Linked DNA regions of Ovis aries: region 2 is linked to region 1. A link is a contact called in public Hi-C data. All regions are on one chromosome and are shown on one strand. Each heading gives the region's core, a stretch centred on a gene start, on an enhancer-like site or on the middle of the called end of the contact. The rest is flanking DNA. Distances are from core to core; before and after follow the strand shown.

Region 1 (3,943 bases), core at 810-3,309:
GTCAGGAAGGAATCCTCGGGGGAAGGGGTCTGTGGGAGCCAGAGGAGGGCCAGAGTCAGCTGGGGCGGGGGCGGGGGCGGGCAGGAAGGGAGGTAATGCCAGCCATCCTTGCTGGGCACCAGGGATGTATCCAAGTTCGCCATGGAGAGCGGAAGAGCGTTGCAGGCAAAAGGAGCCTCGTGTTCAGAGGCCTGCAGGGGGAGCAGCCCTGGTACCCACCTGGATTGAAAGGGCCCCTGGGGCTGGAGTTCAGGACGCGTAAGGTGGGCAGAGCCCGGGGCTGGGTCAGGAGGCCAACAGAGCAAGCGAAAAACCCAAGTGTGTGTGTGTGTGTGTGTGTGGTCAGGAGGCCAACAGAGCCAGCGAAAAACCTGTGTGTGTGTGCGTGTGTGTGTGTGTGGTCAGGAGGCCAACAGAGCCAGCGAAAAACCCAAGAGTGTGTGTGTGTGGTCAGGAGGCCAACAGAGCCAGCGAAAAACCCAAGTGTGTGTGTGTGTGGTCAGGAGGCCAACAGAGCCAGCGAAAAACCTGTGTGTGTGTGCGTGTGTGTGTGCGCGTGTGGTCAGGAGGCCAACAGAGCCAGCGAAAAACCCAAGTGTGTGTGTGTGTGTGTGTGTGTGTGTGTGTGTGTGTGTGTGTGTGTGTGTAGGGTCAGGCACACAATGCCTGGCTGCAATGCCAGTGTCTTCCTCTCTCACCCAGGACTCCCAGGGGACTGGAACCCCCGCAGCACCTCTGGAACTGCTGGTCCTCTGCTAACACTCCTCTGGGGGTGGGGGACTCATGACCTTCTCAATGGCCCAGGGAAACTCTAGGTGGGCGTTGGCCTGGGGTTCCCCCGGTCCAGGGTTTACAGGAGCCCCTGGCCTGGCTCAGCTCTCCCTTCCAAGCTGCTCCTCTGGCCAAGCAGCCACTGGTTACGAGACTGGTTTCTCAGGCCCTATCTAGGATTGGGGAGGGGGTGGCAGTCCAGAGTCAGAGGGTCTGGGGGCCTAGGCAGCTCAGGTGAGGCCTGTGGACACTGTCCTGGCCTGCATGGCAACTGGAACCTTCAGGCAGATGCCAGGTGGGATGAACCTGATGAAGTTTGGGGCTTCGGCCACAGCCGCCTTGCTGTGTGGCTTGGGACACATGGCCACCCTCTCTGGGCTCTAGTGGGTCCAGCAGAATCAGGGGCTGACCCCAAGGTGCAGGATCCCATGGTCAGTCTCAGGGGCTCACAGACCCCCGCACTGGCCACCTAGCCTCCTAGACCTCACTTTCCAGGTGTGCAGTACGCCTGTCCTTCCAAATACACCTGCACGCGTGAGCTCCCCTCCGCCTGCGAACTGAACAAGGAGCCCCCGGGAACCTGAGCCGAGGGGGTGAGAGGGGACTGAGAGCCCCTCCCCACAATGGGAGGTGCTCTGTAGGACCCTTCTGGAGCTGAGTAACAGTGAAGGGACGGCAAGCCCAGAGACAGAGGTGGGAAGGTGAACCGGGAGAGTTTAGAACCCTTCAACCCTCCACTGTTCCTGGATATCTTTGGTAAAATGTCACACCACGACTGCCCATTTTCCTGTGGGTAAGACTGAGGCTGGTCCAAGGTCACTCTGAGTTTCTTGTTCTCAGGCTCCCAGCCCTGTGCCTTGCTCTCCACCCCTGAGTCACCCAGGTTCCTCAGGGCTGTCTCCCTCTCCATACCATGTGGTGGTCGCGGGGGAGTGACCCCCACATCTCAGCCTGGCCTAGGCCTGCGGAGGCGCCTCCATCCATCCTGTCTTCCCCCAAATCCTGGGCTCCAGGAGACAGTCTGCGCCCAGCTGTTAGCCCGGAGCTGCGGCTGCCTCTCGCGGCCGCCATTAACGAGTGCTGACCGGTGTTAACGAGCTGAGCCTGGGGAGGAAGTGTGATGGGGATGGGGGGGAGGGTGGAAGGAATGGGGGGAGGATGGGAGGAGCGGGGGTGGGCGGGAAGCCTCCGGCAGCTCACGGAGGACCGGCTCCTCGCCGGAGTCCTCCCCTGCACAGCGGGCTCCGTGGTGCCGGCCACACGGGGTCGTTGTGAGCACGCCTGGAGAGGCTCTGGGAGCCCGAGACCCCGGGGCGGTTTCGTCACCGCCGCCGCCCCGGCTCCACTGCTGCTAGCTTGGCCTGCCCGGAGCTCCAGGGAGGCAGCGCTGTAGTGAACTCTTGGGCCACCCGCTGACTGTCTCTGACCAGACCTGCGGGGTCCCAGAGGGTGGCGACGGTCGGGGGTGGGGGGCACAGCCTCCATCCTGCGCTCAGGTGGTGGGGTCTGGGGTCCTGGGGACAGGGGTGAGGTCCTGACTGGCCCTGCCCCTCCCCCAGAGATCCGCGAGGCTTTCAAAGTCTTCGACCGTGATGGCAACGGCTTCATCTCCAAGCAGGAGCTGGGCACGGCCATGCGCTCCTTGGGCTACATGCCCAACGAGGTGGAGCTGGAGGTCATCATCCAGAGGCTGGACATGGACGGTGAGCTGCGCCCTGCCTGTTCCCTCACCCCTCACCTGCAGGGGGCTGGGGAGCCGAGTCTGGACCCTGAGCCCCCAGGACTGAGCTCACAGGGGTCCCGTCACTCTCACCACTTCGGGTCGGCCCCAAGCCCATGGCAGTTTGCAGCTGGGTCTGGCCCCACTTCTCAGCTGGACAACTGAGGCCAGACAGAGTGTGACAGCCCCAGCTACACCCAAGAAGTTGGAGACCTGTACCTCTGAATTTTCTTTTTTTGGCTGTGCTGTAGCTTGTGGGATCTTAGTTCCCCAATCGGGGGTTTAATCCGTACCCCCTGCAGTGGAAGCAAGGAGTCCTAACCACTGGGAAGTCCCCAAGAAAATTTTAAAGTACAGAAAAGTAAGAATGTCTCTACTAAATGGGCCTCCCTGGTGGCTCAGTGGTAAAGAATCTGCCTACAAGGCAGGAGATGGGGGTTCGATCCCTGGGTTGGGAAGATCCCCTAGAGAAGGGAATAGTAACCCACTCTGGTATTCTTGCCTGGGAAATCCCATGGACAGAGGAGCCTAGTGGGCTACAGTCCATGGGATTGCAAAGAGTCGGACACGACTGAGCGACTAAGCAACAATATATTAATACGAAATATTCCAGTTCCCATCACCAAAAAGAAAAAAGAATCATTAGTTGTATATGCCATCTGGCTTTCAGTGAAGGAAAAACTCGTAAGCACCAGGAAGGCCCAGTCCTCTCCTCCCAGTCTACTCTGGCCCCTCCCAGGTCCCCTCTCCACACAGATAGCACGTGCCCACCTGGGCCAGTGGTCCCCCATCCTGAACTTCGTTTCCTGTGTGTGGTGGGGAGGATGTTTGGCCCTACACCCGCTCCGGGGAGCAGGGTTCGGGGTGAAACGTGTCTCCCACGGGCAAGGCCACTCAAGGCCCGCCTGCTGCACCCCCCCACACACACACCTGTCAGGTGGGGCCTCCACACATTTGGGGGCTTCAGCGTCAGCCCAGAGCCTGGCGTGTGAGGCTCCGAGGAGGGGCTTCCTGGGCCGCACACTGGCCCGCAGTGCCCAGGTGCAGCCTGCCAGCTGACTGGAGCTCTGCCTGCTCCAGGTGACGGCCAAGTGGACTTTGAGGAGTTTGTGACCCTCTTGGGACCCAAGCTTTCCACCTCGGGGATCCCAGAGAAGTTCCACGGCACTGACTTTGACACTGTCTTCTGGAAGGTATGCCCTGGCTCACTGGAGGGCTGTACTGGGGCCACTGAAGGGTCGGGCCCGTGCTGCAAAGTGGGGGCAGTGACGCCTCCAGGCTTCTGTCCGCTGGGCCAAGGGCTCCCCTGGGGAGGCCACTGTTGGTCGAGGACTCAAGGAGAGGGGTGAGTGGTTCCCAGCCCTCCGGGACCTAGAGGCTTGTCACCGGTTTGTGTGGCCGCAGGGGCTGGGTGGGGCGGTTGGCGGTGGTGGCCGCAGCCAGAGCACCGTG
Region 2 (3,943 bases), core at 996-3,495, 250 kb after region 1:
GTCTGCTGCTCATGAACGGGATCTGCTATGATGAGTGGCCCCAGCGCCCGAGGTCTAACTTAAAGCAGGTGGGGTACTCCTGGTTTCCACTGCTTATACAATGTGGTCATCTGTCCACTTACCTGGAGTTGGTGGGGGACCATTACAGGGACCTCCCCACGCCTGGAAACCTTTGATTATGTACAGGGAGAACAGTCAAATAGCAAAAAACGAACCCCTACTTCATGTCAGGCACCTCAGTAGCCGAGGCAGAGAAAGCCAGAATCCCGTGCTCGTGGAGAAGGCTGTCTGCAGAAGATGGTAAGCGTGAGGACGCTGCGGGAACCTGCAGCAAGCCAGGAGAGGGTCCCTAGGGAAGCAGTGTGCAAACTAGGGCCTGAGGGATGAAGAGGAGACAAGAAGCCGATCCGCTGAGCATGTGCTGTGTGCTAAGCCCCTTTTGTCCAGACCACCACTGTTTAAGATAGGTGTTCTCATCCCCATGTTACAGATGCAGCAGCTGAGGCCCAGCGAGATGAAGAGCCCTATCCAAGGTCGCTCAGCTAACCTGCAGCAGAATGAGGACTTAAACTCCAGTCTGATGATCCAAAAGCCAGGCAGTGAGGCTGCTGCTGTCACAGACAAGGCCAGAAGTGGGGGTGGCCTCAGTGGATCCAGAGCCGCAGACGTGCAGGCCCAGCAGGGACCTGAAGGGAAGTGACAGGACTCAGCGAGCACTGCTGAGGCAGAGGGGCAGGACGCGCTGCAAGCTCCGCCCTGACCAGCTGGACGGACAGCATCCGCTGGGTCATTTACTGCAGTGGAGAATGAGGGGAAGGAGAGAGGTTTAGAGGGGAAAAACATCTAAACTTGATGTACTCTACTTCATAAAATAAAACTGGGGTAATCCCATGCCTAGAAACTCCCTCTCTTCAAGCCTCAATCCCAGTGTTCTCTCCACCCATTCCTGCCCCTCCTCCCGGCGTCCTAAGGCCTCCAGTTCTCTTCTGACCCTCCAGCCTTCTACTACCTCACATCGGAGTTGGGAGGCCCCCCATCTGCCCCCTGGCCCCCCGGGCTTTGTTCAGGCCTCTCCTGATGCTCCCTCCGCTGTAGAGGCCCCGCCCAGGGAGGAGCTGCTTGTGTGCTGAGCTCCTCAGGGTGGAGTCTTCCCCCAACCCCTCCCCCGCCACCAGGACCCAGGACATTCTGTGCGCACAGCCTCCACAGTCACACGGCTCAGGAGGGCCTTGTCTTGGTCTAATGCGCTTCTACTGCAGTTCCAAATATATTCCTACTGGATATAACAAGGGGCCCATGTTTTCATCTTGGATTAGGTCCTGACACTAGCTGTCCTGTCCCTGGATTGTAATGGTGTCGACCCTGAGTGGCAGGCAGCCTTTCCCAGCTGCGGGAGCGAGCCTCATTTCTAGCTAGGAAGGCCCACTGTTTCAAAGCAGGAGATCAAATAGAGCTCACCCACTCTGTTTCTATGAAATACGGTTTTATGTGCAGTTCTACGCTTCTTCATGGGTAATAACTTAGGAGGGAACCTAGGGAACAGAATACAGAAACAACAGATTACGGGCCATTAACTGCGGTTAATTGTTTCTTTACAGCCTAGTGCGGAGGCGCATCTGGGTTGCTTTGCCCTTGCAGTCACAGGTAGGGAAGGAGGTCTGCTTAAGCATAACCTAGCAGCTGGTGGCCCCAGCCTGGCTCCCAAAGCAGGCAGTGCTGTCACGGCCTCACTCCAGCTAAACAGTGCTTCTCCCGAGCCTCATCATCGAGCAATCGTGGGCCGCTTTCCTGAGGTCCCGTCGGCTCTCAGGTGTGCAGGCGGCCCACGTGCTGTCCAGGTGCCCTGCAGCAGCAGCCTTTGGGTGTAGCCCACGCTTGCGCCCAGTAAGCTGGACGAGCCTGCCACTCAGGCTCCGACAGCTGCAGGCCACTGCTTACTTTAGTGAACACCTGTTTAAAAGAAGAAATGAACTGAAAAAGTGCTGGACACTTCACTCAAGAGAGGCCCCCCTGGTGAGCACTGTGGGCCTGCCCGTCCCGATGAGCCACCGGATGGAGCACCAGGACCGCTGAGAGAGAGGCCTCCAGAGTCACTCCCCAGAGCAGCAACCCGAGCGACGGGACGAGCACACAGAAGAGAAAATCCAGCCCCACGTTCCTTTGCTCAGAGACACAGCCTGTCTCCATCCAGACTGGCTATGGAAGGCCTTCTGGAATGCACTCGGTCATCCTGTCACCCTCTGTTGCGCTGATCCATGTAATTCAGCTGTCCCGCCCCAGGAGCGTGGCTGACCTCCTTCAGTTCACAAACTACAGCCCAGATTCCTTGCTCTGACAGCAGCTGGCCTCCCAGGCATACTCAGCTGTTCTTCACCCCATGGAACTTCTCCCCTTAACTCTTCTCATCCGTCTCCTCTCCCTCAACTTGCACATTTCTGAGTGCCTGTCCTTGCTAGACCTGGGGGACATGGAGGGAGGGAAATAAGCCGGGTCCTCAGCCTGAGCTTTCCACCTAGTGAGTCCATGGGTTATGCGGACCTTCATGGTAAACCCTGAGGAGGGCTGTGACAGGGCTCTGAGCCCGCATCAGGAAGGGTTTCCCTGAGGAGTGTGATTTCTGTGGACAGAAAGAGGTGGTAACCAGGCACCAACCGGGGGCAGGAGAGGCTGCGAAGAGGGCACACTGCGGCCAGGCCAGCAGGGCCGTGGGCCAGAAGCGAGGCCCTTTGCAGGGAGGCACTGTAAGGCCAGTGGGGCTGAAGAGCAGGGGGCGGAGGGGGATGGGCTTGGCTCAGACAAGCCAAGTCTGGGCTCGAAGAGGACGGTCTATGTCCCTAGAGCTGTGGGAAGCCTCTGAGGGGTTTTCAGCGAGAACACCGGAATTGTGTTTTCAAGAACCTTCAGGAGGAGGTACAGGGCCTTCGTGCTCAGGGTGAGAAGGGAGCAGCCATACCGTAAAGAAAAGTATCTGCCCTGCAGAGAGGGGAGAAGCGCACGGGAAGGACGACCATGCCACCTGCTGGAGGGTTTGCGTGCTCAGAGGGAGGTGGGGGCTGGGGCTGGACATGGGGGAGAGAGGCAGTGACAAGGCAGGCAGGGGATGGGCACCTTCTCGCTCACCCCCGAGAAAAGAGGTGGCCGAGGACTGAGCCAAAGGCCAGGGAGAAGAAAGGAGCTGGCAAAGCAGGCCAGGAAGGAGAGGAAAAAGGAAAGCAAGGCAATATGCTGCCGATCTCTAGGGAAGAAAGTATGTCAGGAAGGGCCAACCCTGGAGGATAAACAGAAGCAGCCCCACGAAGAGAAAAGAAAAGAAAAGAAAGGCAAAGGGAACAGGAAGCCCACAGCCCAGAGGGCAGAGCGCCCCGGAGCTCTGGGAGCTGGAGTCGGGGAGGAAGCCTGGAGGCTGGCGGATCAAGAGGGGCCTCAGTAAGGAGTTTGGACACGGATCCTGAGGGCCAGCGGAGGGCTGTTAGAAGTTTCTTTTTAGCTAGAAACAAGATTTATGCTCCTTGTAAATAAAACAAGATGAACCCCCCCCACACACACACAAAAAAACACAAAACTCTAGCAACAAAGGTATATGTTAACAAGTGAAAGTTCTGCCAAATGCCCCTCCTTCGGTATTGTTCCAGACCTCTTGCTGTCACTCACCAACATCGTTAGTTATGTGCAAACAGGATTCCGCTGCATACAATCTCCGCACCTTTCCCCATTCGGTCAGCAGCCATCTCGAGTGTCCGTCTGGGTGGATACACGCAACATGCCCGCGGGGGTGAACGGCTGGACCGTCCGCCACAGCCTGCAGGTGTGAACGGCTGGACCTTCCGCCACAGCCTGCGGGGGTGCTTCTGCCGAGGGTGCTCATTTATTTTCTGTAACCTAAACAGGCTGTGGAGGCACCTAAGGAGAGGAGTGTTCCCCGGGGCTCTGCGACCCGGGTTGG

What was found. Hi-C and Micro-C count contacts between places; a contact is called where the count stands out from the background.
Region 2: a contact with region 1 is called in a Hi-C map of muscle, with 2.7 times the contacts expected there. The contact joins two enhancer-like sites. A contact is called at or near these places in 3 of 16 Hi-C or Micro-C datasets (mixed tissues, muscle and tail adipose tissue).

The regions. Positions count from the first base shown.
Region 1 is chr17:68,869,187-68,873,129 of ARS-UI_Ramb_v3.0, forward strand. CABP7 (calcium binding protein 7) reads left to right here. Exons shown (of 5, transcript XM_027956738.3): 2 at 2,331-2,474; 3 at 3,572-3,684. Among named protein-coding and RNA genes, the nearest start is that of CABP7, 7.1 kb to the left of the region's middle. Within about 2 kb of position 2,060, at least 6 of the 54 cell types and tissues checked have an H3K27ac peak or open chromatin away from gene starts, as enhancers often do.
Region 2 is chr17:69,116,211-69,120,153 of ARS-UI_Ramb_v3.0, forward strand. No RefSeq gene overlaps it. Among named protein-coding and RNA genes, the nearest start is that of HORMAD2, 20 kb to the right of the region's middle. Within about 2 kb of position 2,246, at least 8 of the 54 cell types and tissues checked have an H3K27ac peak or open chromatin away from gene starts, as enhancers often do.